2 separate regions of the Sus scrofa genome follow, and region 1 is linked to region 2. Evidence: chromatin contacts called from public Hi-C data. All regions are on one chromosome and are shown on one strand. Each heading gives the region's core, a stretch centred on a gene start, on an enhancer-like site or on the middle of the called end of the contact. The rest is flanking DNA. Distances are from core to core; before and after follow the strand shown.

Evidence for each region. Hi-C and Micro-C count contacts between places; a contact is called where the count stands out from the background.
Region 1: a contact with region 2 is called in a Hi-C map of skeletal muscle, with 3 times the contacts expected there. The contact joins the enhancer-like site here to the promoter of PTPRK in region 2. A contact is called at or near these places in 1 of 5 promoter capture datasets (liver), 2 of 47 Hi-C or Micro-C datasets (fetal heart ventricle and skeletal muscle) and 1 of 2 datasets of contacts at active chromatin or transcription factors (skeletal muscle).

What each region holds. Positions count from the first base shown.
Region 1 is chr1:35,084,581-35,090,838 of Sscrofa11.1, forward strand. The region is part of intron 7 of PTPRK (receptor-type tyrosine-protein phosphatase kappa); the gene reads left to right. Among named protein-coding and RNA genes, the nearest start is that of THEMIS, 250 kb to the right of the region's middle. Within about 2 kb of position 4,736, at least 4 of the 83 cell types and tissues checked have an H3K27ac peak or open chromatin away from gene starts, as enhancers often do.
Region 2 is chr1:34,688,845-34,695,481 of Sscrofa11.1, forward strand. PTPRK (receptor-type tyrosine-protein phosphatase kappa) reads left to right here and starts at 4,519. Exons shown (of 30, transcript XM_003353215.4): 1 at 4,519-4,877. The coding sequence starts at 4,781.

The sequences.
Region 1 (6,258 bases), core at 3,486-5,985, 400 kb after region 2:
TACATGTTAGCGACATGTCTTTTTTTGTGACATTTTTATTCATAAAATGTCTGAGATAACTAGAAAGCTATTGAAGCTTTTATGACTTTGCATGTGAACCACTGCAGCTGCTTCCAGGATGACCTGTCTTTTTGCAGGCTTTCCTGGAAAAAAGAAATCTATTCTATACATCAACATTTTTTTTTTCCCTTTCAAAGTTTTTATTATACTTGGTTTCCATGCTTCAAACTTGCAAAGGCTTAGCAGCGTTTTCAAGAAGTCCAAATTCTTCATCTGGTATTTAAGATTTTCAACAACGTGGCTGTTCTGTGTGTAATTTTACCTCCCATCCGTCTTTGGCCAGAGCCTAAACTCCCACTGGATACATTCTCTTCATCCCATTCTATCCCCTGACCAGAAGGTTTCTTCATGCTGTTTTCTCCACACTGCTGCCGTTCCCATGGTTCTCCCTTTCTCTGAACTTTCACTGATAAATACCACTACATGTGTTGCTTAGTTGCCTACTCCTCACCCCATTTGATTGAGGTCTCTTGGGGAGACAGATGCCTTGTCATTTCTTTTGTATTTCCTACCTCGCTGCTGTGATGTGGAGGGCTGTCCGCAGAGAAAGCACTCAAGTGATTGTAGAATATGTCCATTAAGTTTCCCCTGTGCAAGACCCTTACTTTATCTCCCATTATGCTTCCACTCTGAAAGCTAAACAGAGGATCTGAAAGGCTCAAGATTGCTGGTGCTCCACAGACAGGGTGTCTAGGTCCCTGAAGTCCTGAATAATGGCTGTGAAAATCATTGTTGCAGTATAAAAATGAAATCGATTAGAAAATCTAATGGTAATGAAGAGAAAGGAGGATGATTTCGTTTAATTGAAAGGTAAGAATAATCGAAAATAATTTCAAATAAAAAATCAAGATGGTAAATCATCCAGGAAAATTTAAGAAGTTTTGAGTATGTCAGTTGGACAATACTTTCTAAGATGTAGAAAACACATTGAAGTATTTTGAATAAGAAGTGAAATTATGGGAGTTCCCGTTGTGGCTCACTGGAAATGAATCTGATGAGCATTCATGAGGACTCAGGTTTCATCCCTGGCTTTGCTCAGTGGGTTAAGGATCTGGTGTTGTTTGAGCTCTGGTGTAAGTCGCAGACATGGCTCAGATCCCAATTTGCTGTGGCTTTTGGCGTAGGCTGGCGGCTACAGGTCTGATTCGACCCCTAGCCAGGAACTCCGTGTGCAGTGAGTGTGGCCCTAAAAAGCAAAAAAAAAAAAAAAAAAAAGTACAGTTATGGAAATGTCATAAAACTATGACATTTCCCCAACTATGTTCACGGTTCAGGAATCTGTACCCAGACTGCCTATCTGTTCTTCCTTATCGAAAGGTGAAAATAATCAAATAGGGGAAATGAGATATGTAACTTAACTAATGTGTATGATTTGCATACCTGCTTTATAGTCATCTGAGGTTGGCCAAAAATCAATCTCTGTGAGCCAAGATAAAATTACGCTGGTCAGTCTCTGGAATTTACTAGGATAGGTCATGGTCAACATCGCTGTTACATTTCTTAATCTCTAAACGAGAAGAACGTGTGGATGATTTCCATTTTTAACTGGAGGGCTGAGTATGTATTAGCTCTTTCAAAGAAAAATAATTTGGCCCAAATCCAGAAATACTTCTTCCCTTGATAATAATAATAAGCCTTTATTTTTTATAAAGCTCTGTATGTTGAAAATAAAATATTTGTTGCTTAATGAATTTGTAGCAGGTGTTTATATTTCATATGAGTAAGAAAAAACCTGAAGGGGGAGATAGCAGTTTTGTGAGATGATCCTCCTTGGTTTTCCTTGATTAATACTTGGTATTTTTGGAGATAATTTATAAGAGATATATAATCTTTGCATTCACTGCCTGGAAAGTTTCATATGATCTACTAAATTTTGCATCGCTATATTATTGTAGCTTGTGGGAACATTTAGTATAATTGCTTTGGCTGTTCTTTATTAGATTGTGAGCCTCCCTTTGCTTCAAAAAGAGTGTCTTGGATGCTGTTTGAGTTCGGTAAATAGCTACTTGTTACTGTTAAGAGGTACTGAGATTTCTGTTTTAAATGGTCTTTGGCTAGCAGCCCAGGACATTATATCTCTAAATTTCCCACCAAATTGATTATGAACACTCGGAAAAAGTTGACACTTCACAATATGGGAAAGAGATACTGATGGTCAACTTACTGCCAGAATTTGGGAGGGATTCTGGACTTTTCCCCTATATTTAGTTTTAGAAAACTTCAAGAGTACAGCGGTTGAAGTAATTTAATAGTGACACCTGTATGCCAACCACTTCAATTTTACTACTGTGATCTTACTCTACTTGCTTTGTCACACATACAATCATAGCTTTTTTGTTGGAAATGGATTTTTTTTAATGCAGTTGATGGGTTACCTGTGCTATACTTCTGGATAGAGCTATGTAAGCTTTCTTTAAGTAAGAAGTAAACACTTTACTGAACCTGACTTAATAAGAGTTTTCCTCGATGTGAAAAACTGGGCAACTCCTCATAGGCTGTAGAAGTTTTGCTTTTCAAAATAAACCCCATCTTCAAGTACCTATCTATTGGTTTAAAAATCCATTCATGAGGAGTACCTGTGGTGTCTCATGAGTAATGAACCTGGCTAGTATCCATGAGGATATGGGTTTGATCCATGGCCTCCTCAATCAGTGGGCCAGGTATCCAGTATTGCTGTGAGCTGTGGTGTAGGCCACAGACGTGGCTTGGATCCCATGTAACTGTGACTGTGGCATAGGCCAGCAGCTGCAGATCCAATTCGACCCCCAGCCTGGAACTTCCACATGCCACAGGTGCAGCCCTTAAAAAAAAAATTGCCACAAAAATTAAAAAAAAAAAATCCATTCCTAAAAGTAACTGAGAGTGTAAATGAGAACTAGGAAGAAGGATATATGTGGTTATATTTTTCACCCTTCAGAGTGCTGTTCCTGCAAGTAGGACACCATAAGGGTAAGAGGAAAATGCCAGGTAAGAGTTTCTGCTGGAGCTTCTAGTTTTTAGGTTATTCCAGCTGTTCTGAACATTAGACTTCTGGGAATGGGAGAAGAATACTCAGGGCTGTGGAGTTTCCCAGAAAAAGTCTGATAGATTCTAGAGCTTGGAAAGAACCACACACATCAACCGGTCCTCCCGTAGCCATGGGATCAGCCATCGCAGGAGGACATATGGAGTGACGACAAGAGCAGAGGAGGCATTATTTTTGTTAGCTATCACCCCAAGTTCAGACTAGCTCTAGACTTGTCCTAAAATAAACAGAAAGAGATAGCGTAGGAATTTTTAAAAATAAAAATACTTCAGAATTACTCCATAGTCATAAATACCCAAGGAAAATGCAACAGCATCTACAGTGTTTTAAAGAAAAGTAGTGAGTCATGAATTTTATACCAGACCAATTAACATTCATATGAGAAGGTGACAAATAAGCATTTTTATTAAGCAGGAGTTTAGGAAATATACTCTCATGAAATTTGCATGAAAAATGTAAGAGTCTAATGATGCCACGACATTGAATTAGTTGGGCATCTTCCTTTACACTTTTGGATCCCAGATCCTGCAAGAACCTTTGTTGGGCTGTATGTCTGATAGGTGAGGCCCAGGAGGAACTTTAAGCGCAGTCTGTGATGCCTCTCTCAGATATTCTGTTGTTTTCCTCATTTCCTGATACCATGTGTATGACTACCATAAAAAATACCAGAACCTTGTGGCTCAAACAGCAAAAACTTATCTTCTTACGTGTCTGGAGGCTAGAAGTTCAAAGATGAGGGTGTCAGCAGGTTGGATTTCTTGGCCTCTCTCACTGGTTTCAGACAGCAGCCTTCTCACAAGGTCTTTGGGTGGTCTTTCCTCTGTGCACTTACATTCCTGGTATCTCTCTGTGTGTCCAACTTTCTCATACATATAACACCCAGGGCCCACCCTCAGCGTCTCATTTTAACTAAGTTACCTCTTTAAAAGCCCTACCTCCGAATACCACCCCATTCTGAAATCCTGGATTTAGATGCAAATTTGGAGGAGATATAGTTCAGCCTGTAACACCTTATTTTTTTGGGGTATCTGATGACCTCTTCATGCTCCACCAGATGCTATTCTTTCTTAAGCACTTGAGAACAATGTATAGTTTCTTTCTTTTCTTTTCGTTTCTTTTCTTTCTTGTCTTTTTGTGGCATATGGAAGTTACCAGGCTAGGAGTCAAATCGGAGCTGCAGCTGCAGGCCTACGCCACAGCAACTTGGTATTCAGGCTGCCTCTGTGACCTACACTGCAGCTTACAGCAATGATGGATCCTTAACCCACTGAGCTGGTCCAGGGATCGAACCCACGTCCTCATGGTTACTAGTTATGTTCATTACCACTGAGCCACAACGGGAACTCCCAATGACCAGTTCCTTTATAGAAGTGTAACACTCAGGGGCAAACCCAGAGCGTATCTAGTAGACTTGGTTTCACTTTTGCAAAACAACAGCATTTGAAAATTAGCAGCACTGAAAGACTCAGAAATCATAGTGATGTCCTCAATGCAAAATAAGTTAAGAAGGCTTTGCTCCTAAAAGAAAGGGATGGTGCAGTCCTTGTGCAACTCCACCAGCATGTCCACCTTGAAAGTGTGTTAGGATTACAGCAGCCAGGTTGGTATCATATCATTCAGGCACCCTTCCTAGGCCGATTCTCAATAGCACTGAAAAAGCAGTTCTGCAAGGGCTGTGTTAATAATAAGCAAAGAGTCAACAGGGACTTTTTGTTGTAGAAGCTGCAGTAAGTGGCTATGACGCAGTAATGTCTGTCTCAGCTCTGGGAGAGCCTGAGCCATAGGGAAACGTGGACCCTGCACAGTGGCTTCACTAAACCAAGAGGGAAGGACCCCAGATCTCTGGCTCCAAATCTCCATAAAAGCCTTCCAACTTGTTAACAAGTGAAGGCAAAAAGAGGAGATCCTATGGGCTTTGTTTGGGAACACACATCAATCATGATTAGACCATGCTCCTCATCTTTAAGACTAAATAAAGAAGAAAACAAAATATGTTGATATATTAGTCAGGGTTCTCCAGAGAAACAGAACCACTTGAGTGTGTGTGTTTGTGCAGGGGTGGAGGAGGGATAGGAAAAAAAAAAAAAAAGATTTATTTTTAAGGAGTTGACTCATGGGGTTGTGGAGGCTAGTTAAGTCCAACGTTTGCAGGACAGGCTGACAGGCTAGAAATTCTGGCAGAAGATGGTTGCAGTGTTGAGTCCAGTTTGGGGGCAGACTTATTCTTTAGGGGATCTCAGTCTTTGTTTTTTTTTTTTTTTTGGCTATGCTCCTATCATGTGGAAGTTCCCAGGCCAGGGATCTAACCCACGCTACAACTGTAATCTGAGCCACAGCAGTGACAATGCCAGATCCTTAGCCTCTTGGGGCACCAGGAAACTCCTCAGTCTGTCTTGTAAGCTTTCAACTGCTGGGATGGGGGCCCACCCATATAATGGAGGTTGATCCGCTTTACTCAAAGTCGTTGATTAAACGTTAATCACATCTAAAATCTTCCTTCACAGCAACGTCTAGATCGATGTTTGCCACACAGTAGGACTCTGTGTTACCATAGCTAAGCTGACACTTGCATTAACCAGCACAGATGACTAGGAAAGATTCCTGAAATGTGATGAATGAAGAATACCACACTCACAGTGGAGGAGAAAAGCATAGGGTTGACAATATTCTAAAAAAATACTTCAGAAAATATCCTATTTGTATTCTTACTAAAATTTAAAAACTAAGGGCTCTGAGAAAAGAACAACTAGAACTCAGGAATATTTTTTCAGGTCGTGGATGCCTAAGAGAAGCTATAAATATGCATGTATGTTTATTTTGGCAACATAAAGATGCATTTGGCTGTAGAAATGGAAAATATTCGTCACCACAAATATAGTTGACTCTACTAATCGCTGGTGAATAGTTTTGTTAATGGTTATAGCAATAATATTATTATTGGAATCATTCAAAGTAAAAAGTCAGAATTCGTAGTTTGCCAATGCTGTTTTGCCAATTTGGTTGCAGGGGGCAGTGTTTGAATCTAAAATATTTGGAATTTTACATCATTTTAGTGAGTTATAGATTTAAAAAAAAAAAAAAAAGCTAGAATGTTTGGCTTTGGGACCATTCTGGGAAATAAAGGACATAGAGTTTCTATAAATGTTGAGATCCACAGCATCAAATGTAGGATA
Region 2 (6,637 bases), core at 3,269-5,768:
CCTGGTCCCAGCACTACTCCTGGGATCAGTGGGCTTTGCCCTACAGTCTCCAGCACTCATCCAGAACAATAGCTTTCAAAGGCATAGCAGACTAGCAGACTTTTTTTTTTTTTTTTTCCTGTTCAAGGGCTTTATTGTCAGAAATCCCCTGCCCCTCCCTTCCTGGAGGACTCTACTGACAACATACATACCCCTTACCATGACTGTAAGGAAGTGCTTTCAGTTTTTTTTTTTTTTTTTTTTTTTCCTTTCAAAGAGAAAATAGAAGCTCATTTCCATCCCCCAGCCCAAGAGGCTCTATCTGATGAATTGGAATTGAGAATCTTGACAACTAATTCAAATGGAGGTTTTTAAAAATGAGAATTAGGTACGTAGGTATTGGGCATGGGGGGAAAATAAAATTCAGAATCATAAGATGCAGGGCAGAATGACAGCTCTGCTATTGACCAGCATCCAACTATGGCCAAATATTTGAATCCCTTTAAATTTTGGTTTTCTTTATCAGTTAAGTGAAATTAATAATGCTACCTGCCCTGCCTACTTCACAGTTAGAGTGAGGATAGAATGAGATCGTGAGAGTGAATAGGCATTACAAACTGCAAAGCATAATATAAGTTGTTATTAACAAGCTGAGAGTATTATCTGATTGCTTATAAATACATGCTGTGGGTCACTGGGTAAATAAAACCTTGCTGGTGCTGGGTACAGGTTTGTACATAGTGGAATAAAAAAAGAAAAGAACATTTACTCAGCAATTATTATCATCCAGGCCCTTTCTTATCTACGCTTATTTAGAGCTATATGAGAACGTATATTTCAATAGGCTATATTCCATTTAGTCCTCTGAAAAATTTGATTGATTAGCCTTATTTCATATGAAAGAAATTGAGACACAGAGATATTGAATGCTGCTTACAGTAGTGCTTCCTAAATTCTGTTTTCTGGAAACCTAATCCTGAAAACTGTTTCTCTTAGAATTCGAGAGTCCAAAACCTTGAGAAACAATGCATTCTTTTCTTCCCACCAACAGATTGATTTTGCACAATACCTTAATGGTAACCATGGATAAGTTCTGCAGCAAAGAAGCCAGTTAGAGGAACCTATTTAATTTTGCTCGATCCAGAATTCTCCAAGTTTACTTAATCTAGAGACCCTATTTTCCAAATATACTTACTTACTCCATTTTGATAGAACTGGGATTCTACAGAAAACTTTTTGGCAATGGCAAATCTAAATTCACGACTCAAGTTACTATGTGGTAAATCTGCAATCAGAGTGTAAACCTGTCCTCTTTAAAACGATGTACTGTAACCATCTCCCCAAAACCGTAGGAAAATAGGGAAGGGCAGTTTGCTATAAAATTTTATTATTCTACATTTACTACTTATTATATCAATATATGATTTATGGTTTTTTCCCAGTCTTTTTTTCTCAGTTATAATTATGGTATATGTTGGCTTTGCAGTTCAATTATTTTATTGTAGTGAAACATGTATAACATAAAATTACCACTTGAACCATTTTTAAGTATAGAGTTCCATGGCATTATGTACATTTACGTTGTTGTGCAGCCATCACCACCATCCATCTCCAGAACTTTTTCATCTTCCCAAACAAACCCTGTACTGTCTTCTGATTTTTTTCACCCAACATTTTATCAGAAACATTTTTCCACATTGCAACTTACTTTTGTTTTTATTTATTTAATTTTTGCCTTTTGTCTATTTAGGGCCGCACCTTCAGCATATGGATGCTCCCAGTCTAGAGGTAGAATTGGAGCTGTAGCTGCCAGCCTATGCCACAGCCACAGCAACTTGGTATCTGAGCGGGGTCTGTGACCTACACCACAGCTCACGGCAACACTGCCGGATCCTTAACCCACTGAGCAAGGCCAGGGATGGAACCTGCATCCTCTCGGATACCGATCGGGTTCGTTAACCACTGAGCGTCAAGAACTCAACTTACTCTTTTTTAATATCGTCATTTCTCGTAGCTATGAGATATTCAATCCAGATAATGCTCATAAATCTGCCTGTGACTGGATTTTTCCATTATTTTCAGTTTTCTCTTTTGTAATCATTTGATAAATATTTTTCTGTCCATAACACTTTCCATATTTTGGATTATTTCCTTAGAATAGCTAGTAGATTAAAGAATGGGAAGATTTTTAGCAATTTTTTACATGTTGACAATTTTTTTTCCTGTTATAGATAATTTACACTTCTCATTTGATTTATACATTCGTCCGTTCTTTCAAAGAAGCAAAGACTCAGTAAAGTCCTAATATTTGCCAAGCGCTATGTGGAAGACACACATATTCTCTACTCAGATAATTTCAGTATACTCTGGCCAACATTTGTGACAACTAAGGACAAAAGCCTGATTTACTTGTCCAAAAGTTTTATTGCATTTCTTTGATTTTTCGTGAGATGGCATCCTTGCTAATTTGTTGATTCTTTTTGAGAATTTCCTTGTCTCTCTTTGTTGCCCCTTCCCCACTTATCCAAATATGTGCTGTTGGGCAAATTATTTAATCTCTAACTTTGTTTTCCTATTTGTCAAAGGGGAGTAGTAATTGTACCAATGCTGTGGGATTGTTGTCTACACTCAAGGAGACTGAGTATCTTAATGTCTCAATGAGACATATCTTAAGCCAGCGCCTAGCACATTGCAAGTAAACATTACCTGTTGTTGTTATTATTTCCCAGATGGAGAAAGTGAAATGAATCTTCTGTCAGTGGATCCAAGGAATGAGCAAACTAGAATTCTGTGCACTTTGCCCTGGCACTGTGTGTCAATTTTTAAACAAGCTTTCTGTGTGTTTAAACAAATTTACCAAGTAAGGAACTTCCTCCATCTCTCAGGAATAGAAGGACAGATTATTTAGTATATGAATGGGGGAAGGGAGTTGTTTTTCCTGCAACCTATTGCTAAGTTTTACAAAGATCTGCTAAGATTGTTAAACGGAAAATGTCCTTAAGTGGGTTTTTTTTTTTTCTTTTTCCAGGATTTAGGAATATTCCTTAATCAAAGGAATAGGAACAGTGATGTGTTAAAAGTTAAGGTTAATAACCAAAAAATTCTTCACTGTACCCTTAGGAAGAATGAACTTAATGCTGAATTGAATTGACAAGTGTTGGACTCGTCAGTGTGCAAAAGAGCCAGCTATGAGACTCTCAGTTATGTTGAGTCAAGCCTCTATGCTTATGAAATTTAAAAAAAAATGTTTTTCCTGCTGAATATATATGCACACACACACTATACATACATACATACATACATATATATATATATATATATATACAGCTCTAAAATAAATCTGGTCATTAATATCACATGCTTAATCTGAATAAAGGAATATGTGCCTTGGTAAATTGTGTGAATGTTAGATATAATTGAATGTCACATTGTCTTGATTTACAAAAACTAAAAGCTGAGGAACTGACAGATGTCAGTCAAGAGATTCCATTGTTCTAGGTATTGTATATATGATGTCAAAATTCTGAATAAAATTTATGTTGATTCAATTGTGACCACATCTATTTTATAAAAATGATTAAAATATGCACTATACAGTCTTTTCACAGAAGCAAGTAAGTGTGGCATATGGGGAAACCTCTTCAAGCTGCTGAAGAAGTAGCAAACTGTAAAATACTTTACTGTCACAATATAGCATTATTTTCATCCGGATGAAATCATTCGTTGCTGTTTTCTTTGTGGGGGTAAAGTTCTTTTGTTAAATACCTAGATCTTAAAAAGCTCTCGGATATTAAAAACAAAACAAAAAACCTTTCCTATTCCAGCCGACGCATGTGAGAGGCAAAGATTATATGTCCTGATGCAGTTCTTAGGTTCTTCCGGAGGGAAGAAGTGGAAAGAGGCCGGAAGGTTTCAGAGCAACAAGCAAAGTCAGTGAAGCAGAAAGTAAATCCAAATATTCGGCAAATGACAAATCAGAAAGGAGCCATGCCAGCTGTTCACGCTGGAAAGTTACTGAACATTTATTTTGGTTCAAGTTTTATTTTTGTATGAAGAAGGAACAATAAGTTTTCTACGGGGGTGGGGTGTCTTATTCCCAAGTACATGAATAGAGAACAGAGAGTTTGCAAGGCAGGTGGGTGTTTCCTCCGGGCACGTCTACGCTTCTCCCTACCGCCAGCGCTCCGATGGGACCTCCACCTTGGGGACAGAACCCCAGGACGGCACTGCTCGGGCGGCGGGGTTTCTCTGCGCTTGTCCTCCGGGGTCCGGCCACACTGCTTACCCAACTCTCGCTTCTCAAATGCGATTTCTGGAACAGGGCAGCCAGCGGTGCGCGGTCCCCTTTCCCGCCTGCTGGCCTGGAGCCGCGGCGGGCGGCAGGGCCCGGGTGGCGAACAAAGGCAAAGCGGAGCGCTGGGCGCGCGGCCGGGGTTGGCGCGCGTCTCTCCGGCAGGCGGCGGCGCGCCCGAGCCAGCATTCCTCAGAAGCGCCCCGAGCCCGCGGGGCTACGTCACCCCTGGCTCCGCCCCCGTCCCTCCCCGAGCAAAGTAACTCTTGACTAACAGGAGCAGCCTCTGCCGAGCATGGAGAGCTGCCGCCGCGGCCGGCGGGCGACGCGGGCGACGCTGGCGCCCCAGAGGTAGTTTGGCGACCGCGGAGCAGGAAAAAGTGCTGGAGGGCGGCCGTCGACTCCCCGCCCTCACCCCGCCAGGCCCGGCCGGCCGCCCAGCCGTGGATTTCGCTGCGATACCCCCGGCCGCTCTTTGCAAAGCGGCTTGAAACTTCTCCCAAAGTCGACATGGATACAGCGGCGGCGGCGCTGCCTGTTTTTGTAGCGCTCTTGCTCCTCTCCCCTTGGCCTCTCCTAGGGTCGGCCCAAGGCCAGTTCTCCGCAGGTGAGTGGCCGGGGCGGGGCGCGGGGTGGGAGTGGGGGCGTCCGGAACTCCGGAACCCCGACGAACGCCCCGGGCCCGGGTTCGCCGGGGGTGGAATCGGCTCCACTCCAGGGCTGGGAACAAGGGTTTAGGAGAAGCTTTAGCGGCCCGGGGGTGTACCAGGCGGAGGGAGCGATGTCCCCAGACTTTATGCCAGGTGGGAAACGGGGCACTCTCCTGGGCGCCACCGGCTCAGGTAACTTTCATCCTCGCAACCCATTGTTCCCGGCAGAGGCTCGCTCGGAGCGCCGGCGGGCAGGGCTGTGGGGAGTGCGCGAGACTGGGCTTTTCTTGGGAAACTGGGATTCTCGGCGCCCGGCGCAGGCTGCACCGCGCCGGGGAAGAGAGAAAGAAAAAGTAGTTACGACTCTGGGAATGGCTACGCTGTTGCTCGTGGTGCGGGCTTGTGGCTCTCTGCCACTGGAGCGTTCACAAATTTTTTTTCCCCCGGGAAGCCATTGTCAGAAATGTGGAGACTCGAAGGGACTGACCTCGGCGCGCTTTGCCAGGTGCTTTTTGTCCAGGGAATAACCTCCCTTGACTATTGTCTAACTACTTCCCCGTCCTTCCCGCAGTCCTTTTCTCCTCCCCCAGTGGCGGGCTGCTCCTGGGCTCGCCCGGTGGGTTAGGGCACTGCGCGGAGTAGGGTGTGTGTGTGTGTGTTGTGTGTGTGTGTTGGCGGAGCCTGCTAGGTGTTTGGAAACACGATTCTAAGGATCGTCCTGGGCAGCGAGGTCTGGGCGCCGGGTCGGGGAAGCCTGACCCACGGTGTGGGAGCCCGCCTCTCCGGCAGAGCCACCGCGAAGCTGGCCCAGCTGCTCCCGGAGCCCGCTTGGATGATTGGGGACTGCAAACGACTGCCACCCGCCAGGAGAACCCAAAAGGAGGGATGCGGTGCGGTCTCGCGTGTTAAGCACTTTATATTCTAGTAAAACCACTTAGAGAAGTCCATGAAGCCCCGTCTCTCGCATTCCCATCCTCCGTTCCCTTCCAGTTTTGTCATCCTTCCTGTCGGTTGCTTCTTTCGTTCTCTCCTCTGGGGGCCCTGAAGTTTCACCAAGTGGACGCTGGGGAGCAGGCTCCCGGGCAATCGTTTGCCTCCCGCCGGTCCTGACAACTTTTCTGGCCAGCCTACCCAGCTCAGCTTGGCTGGCGAGCGCTGCCTTGGTTCGCGGTGCAGATGGAGACGCAGAGGTGGCCGAGGAGTGCTGGAGAAGACGGGGGAAGCGACAGCCCCTCTCCTGGCTGTGGCCACAGGACGCGGAGAACGAAAGAACTTTGCACTTGTCAGTTTCTCTCGTTGTTGTGGCTACCCGGTTTCCTGGAAATAAACTCAGATTGCTGTTTCCCGGAGTAATGTTTATTTCCCTTCCGTCTCCTTTCTCTCCTTTAGAACTCTATAAAAGGAATTAGACAACAGATTCAGGTGGCAGTCTGTGGTGTGCACTCAGGCAGATTATGCAATGCACCGAGCAGAGGAAAAGTTATGTATACTAGTAATGTATGCAGAGGATAACAGCTCAGTGCAATGAATGATCTGATAGCTTAATTTTCATTCTTTCTGGAGTAAGCATTACTGCAACCATCTTTGACATGTGATGCCAGTTAGTATTGGAAGCCTGCTTGATGTGAGACATATAATGTAGGCAGGTTGGAGTGGTTATTGATTTCTGCACAGTGTTTGTCACTGCACAGAGAGCCTTCGCTTGAAAAGACATGTA